Regions from separate parts of the Gossypium arboreum genome. Here region 2 is linked to region 1. Evidence: chromatin contacts called from public Hi-C data. All regions are on one chromosome and are shown on one strand. Each heading gives the region's core, a stretch centred on a gene start, on an enhancer-like site or on the middle of the called end of the contact. The rest is flanking DNA. Distances are from core to core; before and after follow the strand shown. Region 1 holds the start of LOC108470240. Region 2 holds the start of LOC108468982.

Region 1 (5,407 bases), core at 2,166-4,665:
GACATTCACAATGTGTCTGCATTTCAACATTGTTATATTCTCCTTTGCATCTCTTTCTGCACCATCTTTTTATGCAGTCACTTTTTGAGCCCTTGTCATTTCTCTGTAAGATATAGAGGGCTTTGGCATCCTGAAGTCCTTCATCGAAACAGGTTTTACAACATTATTCTTTCATCTATCTACCATCTGCCTCCTTTTGTCTTCTTCTCCAAGGCATCCATTTGTAGTGTGTTAAACTCATATCTTCTAGAAAACTGTTCTATGCATTAGTACTTTGTAGTAGATAGATGTTATTTTCTAAAGCATACTGGGTTATACACCATTTGCAGCCATTGTTTCCTGGTGAAAGTGGCGTTGATCAGCTAGTGGAAATCATAAAGGTGCACATCTATGGCTTTTTTGTTACTCGTAGTTTTACTTTGCATTTTATCTGCTTTTTAATTTTTTCACTTCATTTTGCTTTATCATATCAGAAATTGGGAACTCCCACTAGGGAAGAAATCAAATGTATGAATCCAAAATATACAGAGTTCAAATTCCCTCAGATCAAAGCTCATCCATGGCATAAGGTGTGCTTATTGGATCGTCTTCTAATTATCCATATATGTTGTGCAATAATAGTGGATATCTAACTCAAGTTACAATTTTTAGATATTTAACCGGAAAATACCTCCTGAAGCATTGGATCTTGTGTCAAGGCTGCTTCAGTATTCGCCAAACTTACGTTGCACCGCTGTAAGTATTTCACATCATGTATCATTGTTGTTTTCAGCTGCATATCCATTTTTGTTTATTGACTTGAATCTTGATAGGGAACAACAGTTGTGTGGTTATCCCCCAACCCACCTTTATGACCAAGTTGTAGCTTAAGCACTCTATTTCGAATGGTAGCAACCAACTGCAAGCCGTCGTAACGGATTAAAATAGTTTCATGCAGTCGTAACGGATTAAAATAGTTTCATGTTCTTTTGCAAACTCTTACCTCCATCTTCACTTCCTGGTTTTCAGATTGAGGCTTGTGCACACCCTTTCTTTGATGATTTGAGAGACCCCACTGCATGTTTGCCTAATGGGCGAGCTCTACCTCCTCTATTCGATTTCACGGCTCAAGGTAAGCTAGGTAGGTTAATTGTTTTTGCATTTTATACCTGTTCTGACTTCTCAAATTACACATTTCAACTGCAGAATTGGCTGGTGCATCTCCCGAACTACGTCAACGTCTTATTCCGGAACACGCAAGGACATAAGATCATATGAGACCAGCATCTATAGTCAAACTGTAAATTGGTTTTGGATGCTTAGTTGCCACACCACCTATCAAGCCAAGCACCCACAGGATACCCATATTCCCTATAAATGGATACGCTGGTGATGAGATATAGAAGAACTGCTTTGCCAAATAGGTTTTTGAGTTCTTTTTCTCATTTGTACGGGCTTTGGCTGCCACATCTAGTAGTTTATTATTAGCATTCATGATTCAAAAGCCTAAATTTTCAAAACAGAAGATTTAGAACTTATTACATTGTATAATTTTCCTACTACTACAGAGATGCAAAGTGTCCATGTAATCCACGTTTTGTTTTCCGGTGATTTTTTTCACTGTAGCTAATTTATGAACTATATCAATAATAAATTACTTCGTTACATTAAATAAACGCCGGTTTAGTGGCAAAAGAGTTGTGTTGATTTGAAGATAAAACATTACATTTATAAGCACAAGAATGATCTCATGGAATCCTAGGATCACTTTGTCTACTTCACATTTTTATTGAGAAAAATGAGTTGGAAATTGAGATAATAAGGGCATAATATTGTTTTGGGAATTTCATAACTTGGCAAGGGGTGAATTATGGAAGGTAGCACGAGAAGTAAAGAGCAGTTTCCCAGTTTTCTTCATCTTGAATTCAATAGAAACTGCAGTTATATTCCTTCCACTTTTCACTACAGCTCCATCAACAATCAGCTCTGCCTGCATATTGAATAGTGGTTTACGTACATCCCAAGGAAGACTGTAATCAAGCATGCAAAAGAACAAGACTAGATCATACAAAGCTAGTTATTTTCTGAGACGTATTAATTACACTAAAAGTCTCCTCCTCCAAGTATCAATCAGGTAGCCATCAATTCCGATGTTAGACGGAGTATATTCAAAACGCATTAAGCACGTCTATACCTATCTCATAGACTGCTTGGCTCTAACATGTCTCTTTTTAAACATTGTCAAATCCAAGGTTTAAATGTAGTAGATATACACGTGTATAAAATTGGATCAATATGTTTCATGTTATCTAAACTGGTATCTAACGTCCAAACTAGAATTAGAGTTTTGGAAGTTACAAACCAATTTAGAGTCTAACCTATATCAAAGGTAGAATTTACCTAAGGCATAATGTTTAAATGAGAGGACAAGGGAGGATCATGCAAAGCAATTTGACAAAAGCAACCTATATCAATTCCACTTTTGACTCCAAATTTAATTGAAATCCAATAGATACCAGAGGTTCAAAAAAAAATCAACGTTCTCTTAAAGACATTCTAGAACGACTTTGGTCATCACTAGAGAATTAGGAGGAGAATATTAACAATGTTATGAAAATTGAGCAAGGTCACGGTTGCAAGTTGCAATCTCCCTATGATTCCATGCATATAATCCTATCTTTTCCAGCCAAATCTTTCTCAACATAACTAAAAAGGGAAAAAGAAACAGGTTCAAAACTGAGACAAAATCTGAAATTTGAATCAATACTATACTATAATTTGGGATTTAACCAAAAATGAGATATCAAAAATCCAAAAGAGCTCACATCTTTCGGAGCAGCAGAGAGATAAGATATCCCCAAATCAACAAGGAAAATTTCCTTATCCACACCGACCACCGTCCTACTCGTCGCAATCGCCACCCTTTCCGCTATCGCCGCAACGGCCCCTCCATGTAACCCACCAAAATAATTCTGCAACCCAAAACAAACTGAGAGGAATAGTTGTTATAATAATTCAGATAAAAACGATAACAAGTTCAAAACAAAGAATTACGGCGACAGCGGGTGTGACGGTGGCCAAGCAGGTGACGTGGCCACGTCGGACAGTGTGGGTCTTGAGGGTGTTGCATAATAGATTGGAGTAGAAGTCTCTGGAACTGTAGTTTTCTACATTGGGATCGTGCATTCCTACCCTTTTAAAGAAACCCATAACTCGAGGCTCGTAGGGGTTAGCTCCGTCATCGGATTTGGTGGAGGTAGCAGCCCCACCAGGTGAAGATGATGACGTTTGGAGCTTCCGGGGAACAGGAACTGTAGCTTTGGAAGAGGGGTTTGCCATATCTCTCTATCTCGACTTCAGTGTAGAATGACTGTAACCTCACTATTTTTTTCTTATTCTTTTTTTCAGTAAAAAGCCTCAAATTTTTTACCATTTTACTAAGAAAGTCCCATTTCCAACTTTATTTGGAAATGGTGCCTTTATTTATTATTTATCAGACTGGACAAAAATATTAAAAAGCGTCTTTAAAAAAAGTGTTTTTGTCGTATCAACAAAAAATATATTGACATAGACGCATTTATTAATATGGTAAAAGCGTTTCTCTAAGGACGTTTTTTAGCGTATTTTTTACCCTCAACGATCATTTAAATTTTTTATTGTTGAGGGTCTAACGATAAAAAAAAAACACTATAAACCCCCTCGTATTTTTTTCACACAAATATTTCTTTGAAAATTGTCAAAAAAGCTATCAAATTTCTCTCTAAGTTTCTCAAAGCTCTCTTTAATTAACTATTTCCTTTAATTTTTTTTAAATTAGTATTTTTTTATCATTTCTAAGATATTTGATCGTGTTAGCAATGACCGGGAAATTAATCCGTCTTGATCATAAACATATCTCTGTCGAACAAATAAAAATGGTAAGGGTTAATTTCAATTTTTGAATATTATTTAATATTTTTTTTTCATTTATGCAATATTAATTAATTTTTATTTTATAATTTTTTATAACAATCTGTAGATCAGGTGTTACAATGTTACATTCGTAATATGTCTGGTACTTGAAGGAAGCGAGTTTTTGGCACATGGCCAATATAGACTAGGGGTACAAGTTGGACTTGAAACTCATTAGCGCGTTCACAGAGAGGTGGAGACCCAAGATGCACATATTCCATCTTCCATGCAGGGAGTGTACCATCACTTTGGAGGACGTGTAGTTACAATTACGATTGCCGGTGGATGGGTCGTATTCACCGAGTCCACTCAATTTGCTAACTAGGGAGCCATATGCTATAATCTTTTGGGTACGATTCCGGATAATATTTACAGAAGTCAGGTCGAGATGGGCTGGTTATGAGACACATTCCCGAAGCTGGGGGATGATTCGACTGAAGTAGAAAGAATACGATATGCTTGGGCATACATCCTTGAGATCATTGGAGGTTATCTGAAGCTGGACTTGTCACGAAACCTTGTACATCTGAGGTGGCTGCTGAAACTCATTGATTTTAGAGCAGTTGGTGAACTTAGTTGGGGGTCTGCCGTGTTGGAAACATTGTACTGGAAGATGTGCGGGGCGACAAAACCAAATAAAGCCAAAATTAGAGGTTGCCTATCACTACAACAATCATAGGCTCAGTTTCGCTTTTCATTTTTATGCCCTCGAGTGAACCACCCATGTACATTCTCACTCATAATGAGGTAAAATTTATATTAGATTTTACAATGATTACATAAATTTAAAATATAATTTTATGCTAAAAATTTATTTAATTAGGTAGAACCATTCAGCGAGTTATATTGGAATACCTACCACTCTTGAAGATATACGGCTTCTATTAGACCAACGGTCGGAAGCACATGTAAGTATTAAATGAAATATATATACTTAACATAGTCGTTTTGTATTTAATATTTAGTATTTAGTATTTAGTATTTAGTATTATGTATATAACTAATATTTTTATCACGTTCATATAGTTTCAATGGACACCATACGAGGATCTGGCAATTCGGGCAGTAATTCTAGATGAATTCTTTCAAAATCCAAATATTTGGCATGTTAAGGTCTCATTGATCAACTATGCTACTATCAAAATGCACCAGACGGATAGAGTGTTGCGACAATTTGGATTCCAACAACCGATTCCCATGACACCTGAGACACTCGATGATGAGCACAAAATCAACTTACTGCAAACGAATACGCATTGGTCACCATTCTTCTCGGAATATATCGAAATATGGGAAAATCAGTATGATCATATACCTACTCGCGAACCGATCATCGTTCCAGAGTTAACATGTGCGTCGGATTACATGCTATGGTTTAGGATCTATGGCAAGCAATATTTACTCTCGAAAGAGCAGAGGCATCGGTAAATCCGTGTCGAAAGGGAACGATAAGACCTTTTAAATTCAAGGAGAATGG
Region 2 (6,163 bases), core at 1,371-3,870, 160 kb before region 1:
CTGAATATAGGAGTCTTGTTGGTGCCTTACAATATGTTGTTCTAACACGACTTGATATTGCTTATAATGTTAACCGCATTTGTCAATTCATGCATGTCCCGACAGACACTCATATGATTGCTTTAAAACGAGTTTTACATTATCTCTGTGGTATTGTTGATCATGGGCTGATGTTTTGCCCTTCTACCTGACTATCGTTGGTCGGCTATGCTGATGCTAACTGGGGATTAGATTTTAATGATCTACGATCCACCACCAGTTATTGTATTTACTTTGGTGACAATCCTATTTCATGGTGCTCGAAGAAATAACAAGTTGTGTCTCGTTCCACTGAGGATTAGCTGCTGCAACATCCAATGTCATGTGGATAATCTTGTTGTTACAAGAACTGAAAACGAGAACTGAATTTTTGTTTCGTTGATATTCCTACTATTTGGTGTGATAGTTTTACACCCTAAATTCAAACATGTCAAACATGTTGAACTTGTGGCTGATAGTTCCTTCTTTTGGTTACTGATGTTCTCACAAAGTCGTTGTCTGCATCATTGTTTGCTCATTTTCGAAATCTGCATCATTGTTTGTCGGTGAATGTTAAAGTATAACTAAACTGCAAGTTAGTTTTGGTTGTTAGCATTTCTTTTACCAAAAGAGTGTACTAATATAAGTATGTAATTAAGCAGAAAATGAAGATTATGCAATTCATTCGTAAAGTTCTAAAGAAATTGGTTTCATCTAATTTCAGATTCATTTCTCCTTCGCTTTCCTATTACCTTTTTCCATTCTTCCTTTCATTGACTAATCAGGTGGCTTTTCCTATTACCTTTTTCCATTCTTCCTTTCATTGACTAATCAGGTGGCTGTTCATACTCACGCACTCTCAATGCCATATCCGTTTAAAAATGTCTGATATATCCGTATATATATGTTTCTACAAGTTTCCACATTCAACATGTGGGTTATACAAAATTCATATATATATATAACTCTTAACTTATATTAGCTTCCATCTTCTCCATGTCTCTAAGTTCTGTTCCATATTGTTTCTGACTTCTCTTCTAAATTCATCAAAACATCCATCCAAGGAAATAAGCAGCTGAAGCAGCGACGGCGCCGTTTAAAAGCACAAAACCCACCGACCGTACGTAGTTCCTTTTCCCACAAATCTTGGCCTTGGCTATACCCAGAAAGGTAAGTGCAATGGCAGACATGAAGCATGCTCCAATAAACATGACCAACTCATTGTCCGTGAATGGCTTGAGGACGACGAAAGATAAGAGCGGTGCAGCGCCAAAACCCACGAAAGTCAGAAAAGCTACGACGCCGTTCTTCCACGGCTTCTCTCCTCCTTGGTCGGGCGGCATCACCCCTTTCTGGGCTGTCATTTTTTGGTCTCTCAGAATGTCATTGTACTTGGCGAATATATTCACCACCTTGCATAAATTTAACACTAGGTTAACATTTTTCTTGTATTTTTGCATGAAGCGCCATATTCAGGGAATCTTTGCAAATCTAAAATTTAATCCTTCTGCTTCTAATTTCAAATTTTAACAAATAAATAAAACCTCAAAAGATTTATGTTAAAATTTCAAAATATAAAAATTTAGTCAATATTTAAAATGAAAACCATGTAAGAACATTAACAACTAAATACATAATTGAGATTTTTACAACCCGATTCAATAACTTTATATGCTTATTTAAGCATTTGCATGTGTAAGATTATAATTATATTAGTGATGTGAGTAAAATTTCTAGTTTAAAAAGGGATTATCAGACTTAATTTATTAGATCAAAATAATAAAAATTGACTGGCTTGGTTAACCAGCCTAGTTGCAAGATTATTATGTTGTGGAGCATAATAACTTCCCATCCCAAAGATATATACAAAAAGGACTAAATCAATTCAAAGATAAATAATATTTTGAATTAAAAATAGAAAAACTAAATTTAAAATGCGCAAAAAGTAAGGGGGAGAACTAAAAGACAAAGAAGTAGTTAAATTAAATGAATGGGTTTATAGTGGTATACCATGTTAGAGTCGATAAGGTCCATGCCAAGGCTTTGGTACTGTTGAAGGAGCTGCTCTTCTTGGTCCTTTCTATGGTTATTTAACTCCCATTGAGTCACCGCCATTTCCTTGATAGCTAAGCCTTCCTTGGTGCTGGAAGACAAAAAATCCCCAAGGCTCGACGATATCCCATCTGCAACGAGGTTCGCAATGCCCAGCGCCAACACCTCCACTGCAAATAATTTTTTACAGTTTTAGAAAAAGGAAAAAAAGCAAAGATAGCTCTCGTTAATGAGGCCATGCATGATAATATATATCTTTATGGTGCTAACCTGATGAGAGATTGGTAGCAGATACGGAGGAAATGAGAGAGAAGCAAGTGAAAACGGCTTCAAGGCCCGCATATACGATGCTCTTAACAATCTCTCCTCTCCACTGCTCCATTCCACTTACTTCTTTTTTATCTTTAACCTCTGATTCTTCAAGCAGTGGAGTACTGCTGTTGGTGTCCACTGCTATATCATCGGATTCCCTCATTTTCTTTTTTACTGTTGAAACTAATTTTATCTCCTTTCACCCACCCCATTAATGTAAAAAACAAGATGGTTTGACTTTTATTATGGGAAGGGTAAACAATTGATGAGCAAGTGCTGGTATACGTGTATTCATGCATGTAAAGACGACGGACATGTGGTTAAAATGATGACTTTATTATACAACTATATATCTTTCCCTCGATAAAAGGACCCGGACGAATTGCATTTGGCTTCTCAATTAGAAAAATGATTAAATTATTTCTTATACTCTCGGTTAATATTTTCTAATATCAGACATGGTGAAAATTAACTTTGACTAAATTATAAAAGGGTCACCCAATTTTTTTTGTTCTATTTTGATCATTCAATTATTAATTTTTCAATTTAGTCTCTAAATTTTTTGGGATTAAGTATCTTATTCACTTTGAGCTAATGTGTGCTTTTTTTATTGGTCTGTTAACAAAATTAGCCCTCTTATATTTACATATTCTATCAATTTGATACTAAATATAAAATAATTCAACAAATTTAGCCTTCAATATTTACAAAATTTATCATTTTAGTTCAAATTCTAAAAAATCAATAAATTTATTCCCAATATTTACAAAATCTGTCAATTTAGTCCTAACTCTAAAAATTTAAAAGATATTTAAAAAAAATCATTTTTAGCCCTTTATAACCCATCAGCTAACTAGTGATGGCAATGGGGCAGGACAAGGTGGTTTTTTGCCCAATCCAATCCAACCTGATGCTTTAGTTTCATGCTTCGATACCAACTTGACCCCGACTTCAAAAAATTTAACCCGCTCTGAACCCAAACTTAAAATTTAATAATATACCCAACTTCGATCCGACCCAACCCGAGTTTAATTTTATTATTTTTAAACTTCTTCTAAAATTGTGATTAATTATTTTTTTTTTAAAAATGAAAGGTTTTGCAACCATTTCTAATTAGATTTGCTTAATGATTTATCTTTGGAGTTGTGTGTTAATGTACATTTACACACGTGATTACAGCAGAAAAGAAAAAGAAGCAAGGAATATTCCTTTAATAAATTATTAAATTAAGAAGATAGAAAATGGAGGAAATAACCTTACAGGGTGAAAGTGGACTAGCATAGAGGAGGTAGAATGAGACTAGTAGTGATAAATTTTAGGAATTTTTAAATTAATTAATATCACATATGTATAGAGTAAAATTTCGTAAATATCTCAAGGCAGGGTGGGCGGTTTCATTCTAAACCCGACCCGACTATTTTTAAAAATTAACCCTCCTCAACCCCCAACTTCAATAAAAAATCGACCCTCTTGGGTCAGATCGACTTGGAACCCGTTGGATTCAGATTTTTTTTTGTCATCTCTATAGCTAACCCATGTGAGATAATAAAATAAGACAAAAATATCTTCTTTCAAGTCACTTGCAAAAAAACTCTAAAAAGTTAGGATAAAACACACAAAAAAAAATTAAGATCCAAAAGAAAATAAGGTCATTAAAAATGTTATTTGTTCGGGTAGTAATGCAATCAATTATTTTAGATAGGTTCCAAATCAATTGGTTTGGTTCAGTGTGAAACCTAAAGTATAGTAAAAAAAAATGTTGCAAGTGACTTGAAAGAGGGTTGTTTTTTTCTTATTTTAAAATTTCACTTGGGTTAATCGATGGGTTATGAATGGCTAAAAATGATTTTTTTGTAAAATAATATTTTAAAAATTTTTAGAGTTAGGACTAAATTGATAAATTTTGTAAATGTTGAAGGCCAAATTTATTATTTTTTTATAATAGAACTAAAATGAAAAATTTTGTAAATATTGAGGGCCAAATTTGTTGAATTTTTTTATATTTGGGATCAAATTTATAGAATATGTAGCATTAGAGCGCTAATTTTGTTATTAGACCAATAAAAAAACCCACATCAGCTCAGAGTGACTAAAGTATTTAATTTCAAAAATTTTAATGACTAAATCGAAAAAATTAGTAGTTGAGTGACCAACATATAACGTAAGACATAGTTGGGTGACCATTTCTACAGTTTACCTATAAAAAATAATTTTTAACATTTACCACGTGATTATTTAAAGAAAAATTAGCGGAGGGGTTAAATTGTATGTTTCGAAATGTATATAAATTAATTTACCTATTTTATCAAAAAAAGAGCCGAATTGCAATCCACCCTTTAAATATAGGACTTCCTTAATATTTTTTCCCTTCCCTACTATTTGGTAAAATAATTTGGGGAAACCTTTCTTTCATCCATTCCAAATAAAGTGAAATGAAATAAGATAAAAAAAAAGTTTAATTGCATAAGATAGTTTCAAATTAAGAGTTAAATTTAAAATTCCTTTTATTTAAAATTTTAAATTGTTACTAAATTATGTGCCACTAATGACTTGGAAAAATATATGTAAAAATAATTAAAAAATAATGATGTTTTGATTAAAATGGTAAAAAATAAAATTTGGGATATTATTTTGAGTTTAAATTATTATTTAAAAATTTAAAAATATTCTTGTAATAATATTTATTTATAATTTTTAAAAGAGGAGCTAGTTTTATTTTAAAGTAAATTTTTCAAAGAATAATTTAAGTTGTTTATTTTAAATAAAGTTAGTGTTTAGTAAAAGATGTTATAATAACTAAAATTTGATAAGGGTAAAATTGTTATAAATAAATGTGAATGTCCATATTCTAACCCCCTCATTTATGAGGTAAAATCTCCTATTCATTATGCAATGTTTAATATATGCGTTAATGAAGCACTTAAGTAAGATACATTTATGATAGTGCATTGAATGTTAATTAGTTATAAATTATAAATAGAATCCTTACGAGTGAAATAAAAAACGAGAAAAATTCTCTTTATTTTCATCCACTTTTATTTATTGTTTTATTAATTTTTCTATAACACGTTATCAGCACGAGCTTCTACGAGTTCATAGTGAAGTTCACGTCATTTTGACTTTATATAATTTGCCCGTATAACTCTCGTTAAACTATATACGGTATACATATCTTCATAATTCTTTTATTTTATTTTCTAGATGAAATATTTGCTTTAGATAACATTTGCACATTTATTTTTACAACTAAAATCTAATAATGATAATTAAATATACATTTTTTATTAATAGAAATTTCAATTAATTTAATTTGTGTTAAGTTATTATTATGACTATTCCTCTTTATGCCAATATTTGACATACATATTATTATTTAGCAAATTTGGTATATATAATTGAATTATTTTACGATTGAGACTACTTATTATTTTACTATTTTTTTTTTATTTTGATTCAAGGGATTATAATGTCAAATCTTGCCAAATTTGAATTTGCGGTCTTAGACATCTCAGGTAAGAATTATTTGTCATGGGTGATAGATGCTGAAATTTACCTAGATGCTAAATGTTTAGGAAATACTATATTAGCAGATAAGGAAGCATCTAATCAAGACAATGCAAAAGCAATGATTTTCATCCGTCATCATCTGCATGAAGGATTAAAAGTGGAATATCTCACTGTGAAAGACCCTCTTGAGTTGTGGAAAAATTTAAAGGAACGATTTGACTATCAGAAAATTGTGATACTCCTTAAAGCTCGTTATGATTGGATGCACTTACGG

The links. Hi-C and Micro-C count contacts between places; a contact is called where the count stands out from the background.
Region 2: a contact with region 1 is called in a Hi-C map of leaf, with 1.9 times the contacts expected there. The contact joins the promoter of LOC108468982 here to the promoter of LOC108470240 in region 1. A contact is called at or near these places in 2 of 5 Hi-C or Micro-C datasets (both in leaf).

The regions. Positions count from the first base shown.
Region 1 is chr8:24,967,062-24,972,468 of ASM2569848v2, reverse strand. LOC108470240 reads right to left here and starts at 3,415. Exons shown (of 4, transcript XM_017771526.2): 1 at 3,034-3,415; 2 at 2,805-2,951; 3 at 983-1,969; 4 at 425-898. The coding sequence starts at 3,318. The coding sequence ends at 1,826. It overlaps LOC108470239 (shaggy-related protein kinase theta-like), which reads left to right. Exons shown (of 14, transcript XM_053031622.1): 10 at 330-380; 11 at 474-569; 12 at 652-735; 13 at 1,009-1,111; 14 at 1,186-1,655. The coding sequence ends at 1,247.
Region 2 is chr8:25,127,372-25,133,534 of ASM2569848v2, reverse strand. It overlaps LOC108468982, which reads right to left and starts at 2,620. Exons shown (of 3, transcript XM_017769851.2): 1 at 2,341-2,620; 2 at 2,029-2,240; 3 at 893-1,430. The coding sequence starts at 2,545. The coding sequence ends at 1,065. It overlaps LOC108468626, which reads left to right and starts at 5,849. Exons shown (of 1, transcript XM_017769505.1): 1 at 5,849-6,163. The coding sequence starts at 5,849.